Regions from separate parts of the Triticum aestivum genome. Here region 1 is linked to region 2. The links are chromatin contacts, called in public Hi-C maps. All regions are on one chromosome and are shown on one strand. The core of a region is the stretch at or near the end of the contact, and the rest is flanking DNA. Distances in the headings are between cores, read along the strand shown.

Region 1 (2,700 bases), core at 58-2,557, 150 kb after region 2:
GCGCCCCGCGCCGCCGTCTCCAGTTGCTCGCCACGCCCCACGCCGCCGTCTCCAGTGTCCCTCGCCGCGCCCCGCGCTGCCGTCTCCCGCCCCGACCTGAGGCCGGCCAACGCCATGCCGGATTTTGAGGCGTCGGCGCCGGAGCGTGGTGCGGCGAGTACTTCTCCCGCGCGGACGCCGGCTCAGCCGTGTCGTGGAGCCCCGAGGAGGACGAGCTGCTGCGCGGCGGCGAACCTGGAGGTGAGCGACCTCTTGGCGCCGGAGTCCGGGGTGTACTGGCGGAGCGTGCCACGCCCTGCACGAGGCTCATCGCCCTGGGATTGGGCGGCCGCGTGGAGTCCAGGGCAGCGGCGAGCCAATCGGTGGCGATCCAGGCGTAGCCAGACGCCATCATGCCGAGGGAGCGCGCGGCGGCGAAGACGGCGTCCGGAGGGAAGGGCGCCTTGAAGGAGACCTTGGCGCGCTGGGCCTCGAGCGCGTCGACGCCGCGGCGGTCGTAGGCGTTGTCGACGTAGATGACGGTGACCTCCCTCCAGCCATAGTAAGTGACGATGTCGGCGACGGCGGTCATCTGGGAGGAGTCACCTGCGCTGGTGCAACCAGCTCAGCCCCGGGGTGCACCGTCGCGCCTTCGCGCCCGACGAGGACCGCCTCATCTTCGAGTTCCACAGCAAGCACGACAACAAGTGGGCCGGAGGCGAGGCAGCCAGCGGGCGCCCCCGCCGTCTTCTCCATGGTCACCCCACGAGTCACGCCCGCGTCCACGCTCGCCGGGGTCCTCACCGGGCACACGGGGCACGAGGACGGAGCGGCGGCGGTCGAGCTCGGTGGGCGCATGCGCAGTGCGTTCGTCGGTTGGGGGGGGGGGGGGGGCGGCGGCTGGAAAATTTGTCGTTCCTAGAACAAAAAATCCGCCGGTGCCTTCCCAGGAGGCCGAAAAAACGCCTCCTGCGCACAACGGCTGGAGATGCTCTAAACACTCCCTCCATTTCTAAATATGAGCCTTTCTAGAAATTTTAACATGGACTACATACGGATGTCCGTCTACACCTTTGCACATGCCCTTAAACAAAATTTTCCGATTTTATGGTGCTACGGACAGTCTAACAGACAGCTTAATGTATGGGGTGTCTTTTGTGTTGTCTATAACAGGATGTGGAGGGACGTTACAGACGACATGAGTCTAAACTAATGTACATGCCCTGCCCACGCTCATTTTCGGCGCAAAACCCGGCCCCACCCGCCAGCGTATTTGGCTGTTGCCCGTGTAGGCACCCCGTGTGTCCCGAGCTTTGTGCAGACACTCCCACGAACGAACAGGCAGGGCAGCCGTCGTCCGGTCCGCGCGGTCCAACCCCTCCTCTCCCGGAAAGAAAAAAAAAAGAGAGGAAGCAACTGCAAAGGCAACAGCCTTTCTCCGCCGAATCGCCGGACCCACGCGCGCGAGCTCGCCCTGGTATGGTGGCTATCCGCGGCCGGCAGCAGCACCAGCACCTTCGCCGCTCCCCCCTCCCCTGACCGGCCTTGGCTCGGCCAGGCGCGAGATTCGGAGGAGGAGCGGCGGCGGCCGCCATGTTTGGGTCCAGGGCCCAGGATGGGGTGGAGATGCAGCAGCGGCGGACGACCAACAGGTGCGTGCCCGCGATCTCTCGGCGCTCGTGGGGCGGGTGGATTCAGCGGCACGGGTCCTCCCCGGGACGCCGCCCGTGATGGGGAGGGACTGCCCTGCTGGGACAGTCGGGGACGCCGCGTGCTTGGATTAGGTGTTGACTTCGGGGGAGGGGAGGATTTTGGCCATGGTTTGAGTTGGAGCTGGCAGGATTTAGCTTGGGCGTATGCTTCGTTGCTGCCTCAGGGGATCGAACCAGCCGAGCCGAATTCTAGTTTCGGCTGCTTCGGCTTGACAAGGCGTACAGTATGCTGGGGAGTGGGGATAGTTTTGGAATTGGGAATAGAAACTCGAGAGCTCATTTTGATTCCTTGTGCTCAAGCATATGTATGTTTATTTACTGATTTCTGTGCATCGAGAAAGGACCAAAAATGAAATAGGATATATTTTTGACTCAGCTTAGTTCATTTATCTACTGGTTTCCGTGCATCCAGGAATTAAGGACCAAAATGAAACATTATGTCACTGCGATGCTACGTAGTTACCAGGAGAGTGCAGATGAGAACAACTCCTATTGTCATCTGTTCCTGTGGGGAGCTCTCAGTACCCACTAAGATAGGCGCCGAACCTGATTTGTAGACCATTTCGACGTTGTGCAGTTTTTAGTACTTCTCTAAGTTGATCTTCTACTCTGTCTTCAGGATCTTTCCCGATGAGAGGCAAGATCAATCCAAGATGCCGTTTCAAGCCGGACGGGTCGACAGGTTCGCTGCCAACAGGATAGACCCAAAGACCCTCGAGAAGCTCAAATTGATGAACGAGGGCAACGTGCCGTGGCACAGTCGCATCCTGGACCCCAGAAGCAGCGTGCTGCTGACATGGAACAGGGTGTACCTGGTGGCCTGTCTCTTCGCCCTCTTCATCGACCCTTTCTTCTACTACCTGCCATTTGTCAGAGTCATGGACAAAACCAATAATTTCTCATGTGTTGCTGAGGACCAAAGATTGCGAAATACTATGACCGTTCTGCGGACACTCGCTGACTTGTTTTATGTGCTCAACATTGCGATCAAGTTCCATACCGCATATGT
Region 2 (2,700 bases), core at 102-2,601:
AGTTCATCCAGTTTGACAAAAAATCGTCGGCTTTTAAAAAAAAGTTTATCAAGTTTGGAAAACAGTTCACAAAATTGAAAAAATTCATCAATTTTGAAAAAAAATCAATTCTATGATAAGTTCATAAATTTGAAAAAAGTTCATTGATTTAAAAAAACACAAAAGTAAGAAAAGAAAAGAAATAAAAAATAAAATAAAATAAAAAATAAAAAAGAAATGAACAAAAGCAGGAAAAAAGAGTAAGAAAAATGCATCGGCCTAGGTGGTTAGTGTAGATTATCGCGAATAAAGAGATCACTGGTTCGAATCTCTCTCGCGCCACGTTTTTCGTAGTTTCACAGGGGAAAAAATAAGCCCAGTGGGCCGGCCCAGCGCGGGGACAGTGGTGTGCGCTCGATTGTAGGAACACTAGTAGCAGGCGCATAAGGGGCGTTTAGGAAATGCCCCTTAATTTTCTGGTGCGTATACAATGGCTGAAGGGTGGGTCTCTGCCACATGTGCGTATACAATGGCCGTTCACCGTTGAAGGAACGGCGCAACAAGTAACAATGGATGATACATGTGGAGATCCACCTATGAGACACAAGAGATTGGGCAGGCATAAACTTGGAAGAGATGCTTACTTCATATAATTTCACATATATTATAATGTTTGAAATTTCAGGTGAAGCTGCTAGGAATTAGTCGGCTAGCAGTTAGATGTTATCAGCCAACTGATTGCTGTGAGCTATCCGTCGCCTCGACAGCGGTTACACGTGTGACATCACATCTTTTAGCCATAGTCACAAAGATCTCGCACCCACACAATAGGGCGCCAAGGATCTTAGTTTTGGGGGTGCCACAATTTACATATACAATATAACTTATTTTTATTGAGAGAAAACAACACTAGATAGATCATAACACATCATCATTACATAAAGTACCCCGAATATAGTAAGCATCCGGCGCTACACCTCTAAACACAGAAACAACTAAACGGCAGATAAAATATTTGCCGAGAGATTGCGTTGGCGCCAGCGGCCTGGACTCCATCCTTCTTGAGCTGTAGCCTTGTGTAATATAGGGTGACCATTAGGGTGCTTCTGTGCACGCCATTCGAGTGTGTACGCGCCATTTGGGTGGACATTTGTACTTGTACTCCCCCCTTCTATGAATGCAATGATGCACAAATCTTTTGCGCGTTTGTGAAAAAAAAATCCAGTTTTTGTTTTCTACTGTACTCCATAGGATAATAGTTGGCATATGTGGCGAATGTATGGCGTCCATAGGATCAAGATCGTGTAGCAGTTAGGGTGTGTTCGCTGTCGGTTTCTCCCTGGCGAACGTTTTCCCCAGGATAAACCGCGTGCGGCACCTGACTACCTGAGGCCGCTGCGGCGTTTCCCCGTGGAGCCGCGTGGGTGGCGTGTCGGCCCGGCCAGCGCCACAAGTCTGTAAAGTCTCCGCGCGAAGTAATCACATCATCCTCTCCCTCCGTCCTTCCTCCCCCGACCTGAATTCCCCGGACCAGAGCAAGAGAGAGAGTTTTCCCCCGATCCGATCCGAGATCCGCATCACCGATGGCGTCCCGGAGCTGCACCTTCCTCGAGATCCTGCTCGCCATCATCCTGCCGCCGCTCGGCGTCTTCCTCCACTACGGCTGCTGCAGCGTAAGCAATTCACCCCCCCCCCCCCCCCCCCCTCCTCGGCTGGCTGGATCCACGCGACCCGGTAGGTTCCCGAACGCGAACCATGCGGTCGGGCGGGCTTGCGCGCTGGCAGCCGCCGGCCGAGTGGCAGGCGAGGCGACCGGTGGTTCGAGAGAGATATTCGGGCGGCGGTTCCCCCTTGGCTACAGTCGCGAGGTCCGGAGTCTCCCCTGATCTCGCGCGATGTCCTGTCGGTGACGCGTAGTATAGCATTGCTCTAGCTTGGGCTTGCGGTTTCCTCAGTCTTTAGACCTGCAAATGACCTGTAGGTGACGCCTAGTATTGCAGGCAACATACTACTGTATGGTTCAGTAGTTTGCTATTGCTCTAGCTATGGAATTATGCAGGCCCTGCTGGTTGCTGCCATGCCAATGAAAGCAGATTGAAGCCTTTTTACACGTTTGTTGAGTATCAAGAAGACAATCAGACCATCCGTGGGGTTCGTCGTCGTCTAAGTGGGATGATAACATGTATGGTGCAATGTCGATAATGTCTGAATTTTGTTTAGAGAAAAGGCCTCTCCTCTCAGCCCCGCATTATATAGAAAGCAAAACCACGCCATCTGCTGGGGGCCTGGGATTACCCTCTCTCGGTTCTTACTACCACTGTATTGCGCTTCAAGTGGTTATATTCGACCAATTGTTTATTGGGTGCTTTAGCAAAAGTTTTGTTCATTTATACTACGTAGAAGTTTATGTGCATAGCCGGTGTGGTAAATCTGTCTAAGTACCACAATCTGTTCCTCGTCGGCAGAGCAAGTTGCTCCGATGATTCACTGGATTAATTTTGGATCCTGAATGGATAGGTGATGCGCAAGCGCCTTCTGTGTGGCACAGAAGGAGCAGTTCAATGCTATTGTTTTTTCTCAATCCTGATAGCAACTAACAGTATTGGTCTTCCTTTCTGTCTTGAACAGATGGAGTTCTGCATCTGCCTGTTGCTCACCATCCTGGGCTACATCCCCGGCATCATCTACGCGGTCTACGTGCTCGTTGCGCTCGGCTCAGAG

The links. Hi-C and Micro-C count contacts between places; a contact is called where the count stands out from the background.
Region 1: a Hi-C map of leaf shows a contact between it and region 2, with 5 times the contacts expected there. The contact joins the promoter of LOC123122604 here to the promoter of LOC123122602 in region 2. A contact is called at or near these places in 2 of 5 Hi-C or Micro-C datasets (both in leaf) and 1 of 1 datasets of contacts at active chromatin or transcription factors (leaf).

Annotation. Positions count from the first base shown.
Region 1 is chr5D:447,631,083-447,633,782 of IWGSC CS RefSeq v2.1, forward strand. It overlaps LOC123122604 (cyclic nucleotide-gated ion channel 17), which reads left to right and starts at 1,308. Exons shown (of 7, transcript XM_044542827.1): 1 at 1,308-1,631; 2 at 2,311-2,700. The coding sequence starts at 1,573.
Region 2 is chr5D:447,481,065-447,483,764 of IWGSC CS RefSeq v2.1, forward strand. It overlaps LOC123122602 (hydrophobic protein OSR8), which reads left to right and starts at 1,352. Exons shown (of 2, transcript XM_044542825.1): 1 at 1,352-1,652; 2 at 2,608-2,700. The coding sequence starts at 1,563.